Regions from separate parts of the Anser cygnoides genome. Here region 1 is linked to region 2. Evidence: chromatin contacts called from public Hi-C data. All regions are on one chromosome and are shown on one strand. The core of a region is the stretch at or near the end of the contact, and the rest is flanking DNA. Distances in the headings are between cores, read along the strand shown. Region 1 holds the start of BDH2 (3-hydroxybutyrate dehydrogenase 2). Region 2 overlaps LOC106045326 (a long non-coding RNA gene).

Region 1 (6,502 bases), core at 2,773-5,272, 220 kb after region 2:
AGCAGCAGAGACATTGGATTAAAAGGCACAAACAGTACAACCATGTATTGTTAAAAGTAGTTGCAACTGCTCTTAAATCCTGCCCACATTGTTTATCACCACTCTGTGCTTAAGACTTTCAGAAGTTAAAACTGCAAACAGCTTCCCTAACGCAGTGCAGTAACTACATCGTTCCCTGATTTTTTCCAGTAAGTAGTTCTGGCTTAATCTGTAGTTTATTAATTCAAAAACTTGTTTGGTGCAGATGATGTTGGGCACTCTAGCATTAGAGACCTAGCTTAGGTACAGAAGAAAAATATTTTTCCAACTTACGATAGCAGTGGCTCGCCCAATCCCTTGTGCTGCTGCAGAGAGCAGTATTACCTTCCCATCGAGCCGACCCATATTGCTGACCTGTGCAGACAGAAAGCGTCACAATCTAACAAAGTGAGCTAACATCACTTCCAGGGAATCAGATACAAGCGTATTCCAAAAACCAAACATAATTCAGAGCACCTCTACTATCAAGTCAAAGCATTCTGATTAGGTGCTGAGTCAGAAGAGAAGTAAAATGGGTTGTAATCTCCACTGCCCATTGTGTTCTTAGAAAGCAGGTCTCTTTTTCTATTCCTCTCAAACTGCAGACTTAGCTTCCCAAATGGCAATAAAATCTGCACATTACCCTGTAGGGCACTGCAAAATGTCTTTTCCTTCCATCATGTCCAAGACCTGGCCTTTGTGTGCTCTGAATCGTTTTAGCAATCTTCCAGCACAGCAGATTCCCAGCTGCACAAGGTGAGGGGGTAAAGGGAAATGAAGCTGTCCTCTCATCTTTATCACAGTTCGACCTCTGAGAACTACCGAGCATACTCAGGGCAAGGTGTAGGGGAATAACAGGATTTATTTTTCTAGTGTTTGACAATGCAAATAATATTCTTCTTCTAGGAGGTTCCACGTTGCTTATGGTGTATCAGCCAAAAGGCAAAGTGAGGTCCTCTTTTTTGCCTAGACATATGCTTTCAAATGCAGTATTATGTTTAAAAAAAAACAACATAGCACGTAAAGTTGCAAACAAGCAAAAGCAAATGTCATCCTTTGCACTCCTATGGGTTCAAAAAGTCCATAGTAGGCTTTTTGTTTATTCAAGGCCTAAATTACTGAACAGAACGTTTCAAAAAACTACCTAAGGTCACCGTATCCCAGTGCGATCTGGTTTTGTTAACTGAGTTCCCAACAAGCAAACATTTCTACACTTTTAAAAATCACAGAACAAAGCTACTCTGTTTAGCTATGAGTGTAGAAAGGTTTCCCAAGAACCTTAAGTTTTCAAAATACGTGCATAAACCCAACATGCTGAGTACTTCATTCAGAAGTTAGATGCAGACCCACAATTTCCCCTAGGTTAGCAGCCAATGCTAGCACCTGGAGATGCTCAAATCCATCCTGTGATTTGTTAGTGGAGTTTCATGTCCTACATCTCAAACCAGACTATTAATTTCTGATTTTTCTGAGAAAGCAGATAGGATTTCTGGTCAGTTTTTCCCAACAAAATCTGGGGCAAAAGTAGCATGTTTCTCTAAAAGTTACAGATTCAACAAACTTATTTTTAAACTGTTAGACTAAAAAATTATTTCCACCCTAATATAAAAACATCATCTCATTTGAGTTAAGATTGGACTGACTTCCAGATTGTGTTTTGAGACACTGAAATGCCTGCCTGTTTCAATGCACTGAAATTGTAAGTTTTTCCCCCTATAACCAGAGGGAAGAATGTACAAAAACCAACCTCAAAATGAAACTAACTAAGAAAGACAAACCACCAAAACAGTCCACTATCCAAGCTATAACTAAAATGCACCTTTCTAGCGAGGGGAAAGAACAATACCTTAAAATCGTTTTACAGGCTGGCTAGTAAAGCAGTATCTCTTAGGATGCCTCTGATGGAGGCTATTTCACATTACATGAGCCTGGGCCTGTGTTAGCAGGTGAAAAAATTACCAAGCTAAACCGAGGGAAAGGACACTGTGAACGTGACTAGGTGGCACTGTCTCTCTAATGCACCAAGCTTTGCAAAACACACCTCCTGAAATATAAAATTCTGGGAAAAAAAATATTCATTTTGGCAAAAGTCCCCAGTATCCCAAAAGTCTGGTGTTAAAGTGCCCACTCGAGGCAGAAATTCTTGTTCTTTGCTGTTACATACATATTTTCCAGTAGAAAAAAAATGGATCGAAGTACTTCCTTGAATCACCATATAATTTTGGAAGCAAAATGCACTATACTTTTTTTAATCTAACAATCATTTTTAATATTTGACACACTAAGTCTATGAAACTTTTAAAAATAAAGATTAGTATAGTCACTCACCAAAAGATCTCAACCAGCTTGTTAGGTTTACTGACCTTTGTAAAAAGGAAGTTTTACGCTTATCTGTTTTGCTGTGCTTGTTGGGAGTTGTAGTCTAACTGATAAGTTTCCATATACGAACGGAGTTTCATTTTGAAACACCAAGATGCTGCCATCTAGTGAAACTCAAGATTTTAAGTGTGATTTTCTCCTGCACAGGTTAGGAATAAAAAAGGATCATAAACATTAGCTGTCCATTCCCCCTAAAGAATGCAAGAAATCAACAGGATTCCCACCAAAAAAGGCCACAAGAATGTTCTTCCCCAAGCAATTCCTCTTTATCCATCATCAAATTTTAAGCTAGGACAATACTTGCAAAATAATTTTTTAATTGTTGATTTACCAAGGTATCTGTTAAATTTGTATCTAGTGTTTTAACTTATATCTGTTAAGACAGTTAACATCATGAGACTGGAAAATTCTAGGACAAAATTTAATTATAAGCTCACACCAGATCCAACGCTACCCTAATAGCTTTCTTAATGAATTTGGAATGCTGCCTGAATTTCAGCTGGGCACATTTCTGTGGGTAAACTTGGACACGCACACAGGCACATTCAGTAATATTATGCCACTCTTGAACTGGAACAGCTTTCTAAGGCTTTGAAAATCAGCTCTCCAGTTAACAAAGTATTTAATGACTAGGTTTTCTAGAATCATTTATTCTTCTGTCCCTAGCCTTACAACTACTAAATTCAGGCACAAACAGGAATACACTGCAACAGCTCTATCAGCTCAAGCACCAGAAAAATCTCTAAATCTAGAAATGTTCTAGCAAGCAATTAATAAATATCCTGAAACTGTGTAAAAAAACCCACAAGGCAGACACCTTGCTTTTCTCTTCTGGAAGGAAAAAGCTTAAAATTTATTCTTTCAATAAAATACCAGAATGAAAGAAATGAAAAAAGTATGGTAGCCAAAGGAAATATTGTTCAACAATAATGGGAAATTGCAAAGAAAAAAATGGAACAACTTGCATTTATCACTGCCAGGAAAATGAATTATTCCTACTTATCTATGGCTGTAACAGGAAAGGAAACAGTGCAGTGCTGAGTTCAGCAATGGTATTTAGAACTTGTGTATTTTTAGCTAGCAATCTTTAAAAGCTTTCCATGACAAAGATTTAGAAATATGAATGTTCACAACTTCTTAGTAGTTGCAGTAAGTGGCAGTTTTCAGCTATTCAAGGTGAATAGACAGTTGGGTCTTCAGTAAGGATTTCAGAAGTACCCCTGTCAGGTAAACAACCCTTGTGTTACTCTTCCAATCCCACTAACTGCAGTGCATCCAGAAAAATGATGATGTAACCATTTGCTTATCAGTCTGGCTATCCCAAAATGAAGTGCTTATGAAGAGATCTGGTAACATTCAGAGCTTCATTCCTACAAAATAAAGACGAGACTTTTGATACAAAAGTCTTTGTTCAGTATGACACTGACGTTTCATGATGATGATTTCATTCTTCAAGGAGTTCATCTGAGGTTATGAGTGCCACATTTCTTCTAGCTTGGAGGAAGGGAAGGATCTGTCTTTTAGACTTAAACATTTCATGATAGAGCAGAGATTCAGTTAGAAAGAATTAAACAAAACACTGGTGACACAGATTTGTGCAACAGTAATTCGCTGCACAAACTGACTGCAGAAAGCTGTAAGACAGACAAGAAGCATAATAATGATGAAAGTGGTAAGATTACTATAAGACTTTTTAGACTGAATATTATAATCAGCATCCTCAAATCATAGCATCATGTGTCCACAAAACTGAAGTGACCAGCAGAAATATTTTGAAATACTGAACACATTAAAGTTTATTGTCAAAACAAACCTTCTTATACAGGACATAAAAAATAAGTTTCAAAATTCAGGTAAGCAGGATAGTAAAACAGTCTGCCATACAGCCCTGATTGTACAATTTGTTTTTCACTCACTAGAGTAACTGAAGCATCAATTAGATCCATTGCTTACTGTTTGGAAAAAAAAAAAATCCAGATGTCCAACTTCAAACAGGAAGTAGAAGTATACTCACAGATGATACAAAATACAAAGTTACTCCTGGCACCATAATTGACTGAGCTGCAGAAATATTGTAAAGAGTTTAAGAGAAATCCTTGATTTTGTGCCTTACAAAACAGAAAACGAGTAGCTTCAGTTGCAGTGCCCAACACAGAGGTTAAAGTTGTGATAAAAATGCAGTTTCCACAGTCTCAAAAAAAAAAAAAAAAAGTATAAAACTTCTATACTGAGAAACAAAAAGTAACTAGTGAGAACAGTTCTTTCCAAATCAACAGCTTTCTGAAGATAGAAACCACCCGGACAGGACTGTTGCAGGAATGCCAGAGAAGTTTGAGAAGTTTCATAGTAGATTAGTTTGTGATTCATTCCTGTGTCCATTTTTCTTCAGTATGTTAGCTTTTTTTTCTTCGCTATCCAGAAAATAACCGAAGAAGAACATCAGCAGCAGTTTGCAGGCAACATGACTGCTTTTCAATTTTTGTTCTTGTATTGCAGCTCTTCCAGCTGGGGGAAGCAGCAGCTCCAGGACAACAAGGGAATTGCATGCTGCCAGAGCTCTTCCCACAGTTGATGATTTAACCTGAAGGAACTATCTTCCATAGAGGCAGATTCTGGATGTTACCACTGCAAAGGCGGCTTACAACAGAACACCTTTACTGGGTGGTACAATCAGGGGCTTTGTCTTTCTCTGAAGTTCCAAACCACTGCTTCAGATATTCTTCTGTGGGCTCTATTCCTGCAGGTCGCGTATCTACACAGAAGAGAAGAATATTACAGCAATGCTTTCCCAGTTTCACAAGTAGTAGGAATACAGCAATTTAATCTTGACTAGGGTTTTAGGAGTCAGCTACCAAAGCTGGCCTCAAAGAAGCATGGTGTTGCTAAGAAGTCTGTACTATTATGAAGTTGCCATTATTAAGTTGCCCATCACAAGAAATGGCAATGAGTCATTCTTTCTGGAAGCCTGCCATTAATACCTTGAAAACTTGTTAAGTCTTTAATATGTCTGCTGGGGTCTTATAGGAGCTTCTAGACGCGAGTTGATGAGGGCAGTAGTGTTAATATGCTAGCACTGATCACTAGATTTCCCCAGAAGTTACCAGGCCAGAGATGAGACATCCTGACTAGGGCAGCTGTCACCGCAGCTGGAAGCTGCCAGACTAGCAGATTTCACGTCAAAAGACTAAAATCGACCATCTCAGCAAAGAAATTTAGGAAAAAAAGTTAACCAGCAGTTAACTCTGAATAGATGACTGAGTAGTCTATGAGAATCAGTTTTGCCAGAAGCAGGTACTTAACTCAGGTAATGTTAAAAAGCAGAAGATTCTATAGCATCATCGATCTGGTAGGAATGACACTCTGCCTAGTCTCTTTTTAAAGTGATCGATCATCAACACTTTCACTGCAACAGAAGAAATAGAACGTTTGCCTAATTTTCATGAATGTTTTAAGTATTTGGGTGCTGTACAGCACATACAATCTTTTTGGCACCAGCTGGTCAGCCCTTCAACAACATGCTAACTAGGCATTCAAGAACACTGTTTCCATGAGAGTTTCAGGACTGAATGCAGAAAGTACAGGACACCTACTTTTACTAGAAGACCACTCCTTATATTTTGCCTCTCCTAGTCTTAATCGGACACCACATTACATACCTGTTAGTGTACCTAAGTTGGAATTATCAAAGAAATTTGTTGGACACGTCAGTGGCAGAGGCTTTGATGCATCTTGAGTCACAGTTTCCTGAGAAATAGGCTCTTTGAAGGGTGAATTTTGCTCTCTAAGGGAATATGACACAGTCTTCCTTGGAGACCTTGGTACTGTCTCTCGAGTAGTCTCTCTCGAAGATCGTTCTTTCAATTTTAGGGCTCTTTCTTTCCATTTTCTAAGTTCCTCTTTCAATTGAACCTCATTACTGAACAGGGAAAAAAAAATCACCAGCATTTAATTACGAAAAACATTAAGCAATTCTTTTAAGTAAAGAAAAATTCCTGACAAGACAGTTCCTGTATGTTCCTGTATGACAATTCCCTTGACATACCACAGACATGGCAATGCAAACCCCCACCACGTCCAAACGTGTATTCTTAGTTTTGGAGGCATA
Region 2 (5,927 bases), core at 2,924-5,423:
TCTTTACTGGCAGCAATAAGGAACTTCCCAAAGAGTACAGCTTTGAATTCTCACTCTATGTAGTTTTTATCTGCATGATATTGGGACTCCTCTTCTGGTTCACCTCTTGCTTCAACTTTTAGCTTTCCTGGTGTCAAGGAGAACAGAGAGCTACTGCAGAGTGAGCACGATCTCTCTGAAACCAAGTCTTTTGGAATCCTCCCGCTTCCCAAGGCATGCCTCACCTCAGCTTAGCTGGTGCAACAACGTTCTCCTCTGGGGTACCAGCAGTAACATCATTCATCCTTACATCTGGTGTCTCTAAAAATGGTTCACTGCATAATGTAGGTAAAAGAAAGTGAGGAAATTTTAGGGTGTGAATTGTTAGCATTTGCAAGAAAAATCAACTCTTGTAATGCAAGCTAGGCAAACAGGTGATGATTAAGGTATCCTTCAGAAAGGCACTTCAGGATCCTTATGTGAATCCTAACTGTACCTTAAATTATTTACATTATATTATATCACTCTGGGTGGGTGACTAACACCCTGTTATCACTACTACCTCTGTGTTCTTCCCAAAGCTGACATTTTTACAGCCAGACTGTAGGTGGCAGCAGTTCTACAGTTATTTATTTTGCCTCTTGTGAAACTAGGTTGTGGGAGTACAGTCAGAATGAAGAGAAAAAAGCAGCATTCTCTCTCTGGTTGTCAGAACACTAAGATGTAAAATGTTCTTGTTTCCAAAGGGATGGTGGTTTGTTTGTTTGTTTTTTATACCCAACCCCCTGGAATTTGATCATGCTCTGGGTCTAAGAGAGTAGAGTCAATTCTCTTTGGGGTGTACTAAGTCATCTTTCTCAGGGAAGGGAGATGCACTGTATTTTTTCAGAACAGAATTCATGGCCGCCTGGGCATATTTCGATATCTAGAAGCAATACCGTACGGTTTTCTTCAAAAGTATATCATTCTCTTTTGTGTTTGATAAATACTGGACACGTGGCAGAAGCTGAAGTAGGCGGTTAAAAAAATTCACTTAGAACCATAAGATTCAGTTTTATGGATTGTGATTCAATATTCAGTGTGAAAACAGTGAGAAATCCAGATTAGTGGTAAAATCTAGATAGCATGTACAGGTGAGCGCTCTAGAAATAGAACTGTTTCTCTGCTGAGTTGAACAAATTTGGCCTGGCTTCCACAGGGTTGGAGCTAGTAAGAGCAAACTAAATTCAAATCCTTCCTAAGCTCCTTAATGAACCTGATACAGTTAAGGTGTAACCCAAACATCACAAGTGACTAAAAATTGATATATTTTTGTGCATGCAGTTATACAAAGAATATTATGACTGTGGTATCAGGCTCAGCAACACTACATCAGTGTTCATGTAGGTAGTATATCTTTATTTTATGTACCAACACCCGTACCCTACCCAAAATACACCATGACTATCTTTACTTACATTATATTATCTTTTATTCACCCCTCCAAGTCCCTGTTTGCCAGATGAGCAGTGGTATCTTGTTCTATTTTCCTTGCTGCACATGTATTCCTGTATCTTGTTCGGTGAAACGTAGTAACATTGGGGGTGGAGGCATGTTGTTGATGTGCCCATTGCTTTTTTTAATGTTACTCATACCTACAATAAAAACAAACAAACAAAATTAAGATTATAAATGCAGCTTCACAATCACCTTTTGAGTTGGTCCTCCCCTGCCAGAGAACACTGTCAAGGCGCAACAAAGTTGAAAGTTACAGCCTCTCAGCTACTTGTAGTCCTAATACTTCAGCAGCCAAGGCTTCCTCCCACCTATACACTAGAGTCCTGACTATCTGTTGTTGGTGGCTTTTTGTTTGTTTTTTAAGTATCGGTTAGCCTTAGCATTGATGTCCTTTAAGGAGACATTATTAGATTCAGTCCTTAACAACAAAACAACCTTGAGAGCATGGCCTTAAGGAGAGTTCTGCTGTTAAAACAAATTTTGTATTAAAACAAAAGGAAAAAGCAAAGCATCAGTCAAAGTTATCACAAAGAAAACAACAGTCAGGTCAGTAGTGCTGGACTTGATGATCTGTATCAGTACTGCCAAAAGTGAAATGGTTTGCATCACACTGTAATGAACCCACTACAGCATTCAGCACTGAAGCTAGCTCTGAGACCTGGAAATCTGGCCCCAGACTAGGCAGGCTTCAGTAAGGAAAACAATCTCTGACTCTCTTTACCCTCAGCACCAATTTTATCTAAGTGAATTATTTCCTACTATTTGACTTATACGATTAAAGAGTGAATCCAATCATGGGATTGCAGATCTCAATATAAACCGCTACATTTCAGGTTCTGTAAGTGGTAACAAATGTTAGAATAATTTTAGATCTCTTTACCAGTATTATTTTAGTTTGATGATAAATATTCATTTCAGATCAATTGAAAAAGGTAAACTTCCTTGGAAGAGCTATACAAGAACAACTCAGTGTCCTTCACCTTCTCAAAGTTGGAGCTTAAGAGTGTCTCTGTATAAATTTACGAAGGAAATCCATTGGTACATCTCTGGCTACAGCCCAATCTGTGCATGGTGGATCACATCCTAAAGCGTCCTGACCCCATAGCAAATGAAAGATCACAATCTTTCAGCCTCTGGCATATTGGTTTCTGTAGGCAGTCCTCAGTTGAAGTAATTGGAGGACCAAGATCCCTAGGCATGGTGTGCACCTTGCTGTAGAACCTCTCACATTTTGTGTGCCCACTTCCCAGTGACTTTCAACTCTTCCTCCTGACATCATTTTCTCAGCTGGATTTTGAAGCTAACTCTCCAACTCTGATGGACGCTGCATGTAGCATTAAGCACGTTTTGGAAAATGATGTTTGGAGGTTCTGCTTTCTGGTTTTCTATGTCACAGCCTAAACTTGTCTGCAGAACCTCCCCGTGTCACTCTTACCCGTTTCACCACAGAGTCAGTTCCTCTCTAGCATTTCTCAAAAGCCCCTCCATATAGCTGGAAACAAGAGCCCCTGCCTTCACCCCCTGCAGACAATTTATAATAGTCTTTTCCAGACTCTCACAGCCAGTTATCCATTTGCCTTGGCAAGCAGAGCATCTATAACATTCTGCAGCTCAACTTCTGCTAGTTCACTCCTTCTACTCGTTTTTCACGCTGGGGCTTTCCTTGATCACAAGCTTGCAGTGCTCATCAACAGTGCCACAGTTCTGCCACTTTTGGTGAATCCTGTTAAGGCATAGCCTAAAAACACTCAGAGGGTACAGACCGTCTCTACCAGGAGACAGGCTCACAACATTTTCTCTGCAGAACTAAGCCCTACATCCCTCAGGAAGCTGAACCAGATTCCTTGCCACAGGATCACAAAGTACATGAGTTCTTCAAAAATAGAAAGGTTTTCTGAAAGATTTCTCATCACTCCACACTTCTACTCTGAATAAAAAACATTTAGAGCTCAGGAAAAGGGGGGTGAAAAAAAAAACATGGCATCTTAAAAGCACTTAAACTCACCCTGCTGTTAAGTATCTCAGAAATTCCATATGCAATGAAAAAATAAGTAGGATATTTTCTGCTAGTATATTCCTCATAAACCATGCACTATGGCAGCTCTAGAGAAACTAAACTTTCAGCTCCTGTTGGGGCTCTTCAGGCTGTCATGAGACATCTTAATTAGCCTCCTATCAGGTGATGGGATCTTCATCAGGTGACTGCAGTGCCAATGTGCTTTTACTGGTATCCTCAAACACACGGTTTCTTCTCTGTGGTAATCTATATAATGTTTAGAAAGCTGTTATTTTAAGAGTCATTTCCTTAGCTCTGTGACCTTCTGGTGTACTACAATTCTTTGGCATTTAGTTTTGTTGTGGAAACCCTTCACGCTGTGGCAAGCAGCACACCGTACCCAGTTGTCTGTGTGGGTTAGTGTTTAATGGGATGGATTAGATGGAAATCCACTGGGGCTTTTTCTGTTTGTTCTCTATCAAGTTTGTCTCTTTTCTTATGTGGCCAAGACAGACACTGATAAATACTGACTCCATTTACTCAGAATTTCCTCTCTATTTTTACCTCTCTGGTCCTCATTAAACAAGTTTAGATTAATGAAGGAAGTCTGACACACTGCCCTCTTTTTTTTAAGACATATTTTAGCAAGTCTGGAGATTCCAGAGCTGCTGTTCATAGTTCGGGAGAAGTACTTGACTAACATAAATCTGACTTGTGAGCATTACCAAATCTGGAAATTTTGGAAATTGTTCAAGTTGTCATATGCCTTTTTAAGCTAGATGTTAAAAACAACACAACTATTTTCTTTATGGATTTGGGGGCAGGATTAATTTTGGGGTGATTTCCTTTAATTAGATCAGAAATACACCACTGTCTTACATATTTTATATCCATTGTGTCTGTTCTGTAATGCCTCTTTCAAGCATTTCCACGCAAGCCAAAATGGAAAAGATTTAGCAATCAAAGCCAGTGGGAGCTTCCCTTAATAGAAATGACCAGCGAGCATTTGGCAAAGTATTCTGTTGATTGCACACATTCTAAACAGAATCCAGAGGAGGCCCTTACAGCAGTCTTGGCACTGAAGCACATGCAGGGCACATGCAGGAGTTAAAAGGAGGCAGACTGTGTTTTTTCCATGATGATATGGCTTTGATATATGCATGGAAAAAGGGCACTTTGCATAGCTATTAAGACAACTTAATAACAAACATAATAAATCTAAATAGCTGTTTTTCTGCTAAGAGGTAACGTGATGGAAAAGAAAGACTCGTGGTTGGTTTTGGCCCCTGGGTAAAGAACTGTAACAGGTTTGGACATGCACTTCACGTGATCAGGCTTCTCTGCTGAAATCTCTGACCCGTTCTGGTACAAACATGAATCACAGTCTAAGTGAGAAACTCTGCTGCAGTCCTCAGAAAAATCACAACGTTCCTGGTGGCTTGAGATGATAATGTCCTCATTTGTGGTACTACCTGAACATTTTATGACTTTACGTTTACAGTATTTTGTCACAAGTAAGGAGTTATATGTTTATGGGGGGGGGGGGAAAATAAAGACCATCAATTACTTTCGCAATATTTTTCCCTTAAAAAAGCTGAGGATAGGATTTATTCACATCAAGAACTAATAAGCATCTGAGATGCAGTGGTGCCTGACAGTTTGAGGTCATATTGGATGAAAGTTAGAAGAAGTGGATTTCTTTTTTTAAAATGTAGGTCACAGTGATAAAAGGCATCAGTTTTATAGTGCAGTAATCTACTTTGCAGGTTACCTTCCTGCTCAGCATTTCTGTTTCAGTTTGTACAGCTCACAGCAGAACATTTTCTAGAGAGGGAATCACTAGCTCTAGTTTTAGGGAGACAGCATTTTTCGGCTAATGACGCTACTTTGTCACATAAAATATTGAGAAAATGTAGAAGATGAGTCATATGTAATTTGATCAAATCTCATCTTTTCCAGTTTCAAGTTTATTCAATGCTCTTTCAAGGTTTTAAAGCCACAGCTTAATTAAACTATTGGTAGATCAGGAGACTGACCTGTGGCAGCTATTCAGTTTTCATCTTTATACATGTTGCAGTATTTCATACAACCAGAAAAAAAAAAAGAAAAAACATACTACTTACTGCATGTTATTGAAGGATCAAAATAAGATTAAGTGTTTTTCTGTCTATGTCAATCAAAACCACTGTTTGGAGACTTGTGTGCTTGACACATTGCTTGTTTGTTTGCAAAGTAGGAAAGACTAAAGGTTACATGTGCTGCTAAACAGGAATTGGTCACCAGCTATTGCCTTTATTTTAGCTTTTCTGACTCTTTCTCCAGTCTTTGACTTAAAAGAGCAGAGTTTCTAAGTTATACTGGAAATCTACATATAGAACCCAGATTCTGAGACTTTTGCTCTAACAATAAGTTTGTTTTTATATTATGAAGGGGGCTGATTATATTGCTAGTATTA

Evidence for each region. Hi-C and Micro-C count contacts between places; a contact is called where the count stands out from the background.
Region 1: a Hi-C map of liver shows a contact between it and region 2, with 2.8 times the contacts expected there. The contact joins the promoter of BDH2 here to the enhancer-like site in region 2. A contact is called at or near these places in 2 of 7 Hi-C or Micro-C datasets (granulosa cells and liver).

What each region holds. Positions count from the first base shown.
Region 1 is chr4:74,320,483-74,326,984 of Taihu_goose_T2T_genome, forward strand. BDH2 (3-hydroxybutyrate dehydrogenase 2) reads right to left here and starts at 4,023. Exons shown (of 11, transcript XM_048066450.2): 1 at 3,397-4,023; 2 at 2,347-2,536; 3 at 313-393. The coding sequence starts at 384. CENPE (centromere protein E) reads right to left here. Exons shown (of 45, transcript XM_048066447.2): 44 at 6,054-6,313; 45 at 4,360-5,149. The coding sequence ends at 5,052.
Region 2 is chr4:74,100,533-74,106,459 of Taihu_goose_T2T_genome, forward strand. LOC106045326 (a long non-coding RNA gene) reads right to left here. Exons shown (of 4, transcript XR_007164207.2): 2 at 1,437-1,613; 3 at 225-314. Among named protein-coding and RNA genes, the nearest start is that of NFKB1, 11 kb to the right of the region's middle. Within about 2 kb of position 4,174, at least 2 of the 3 cell types and tissues checked have open chromatin away from gene starts, as enhancers often do. A contact at or near this core is called in liver, where this site is marked.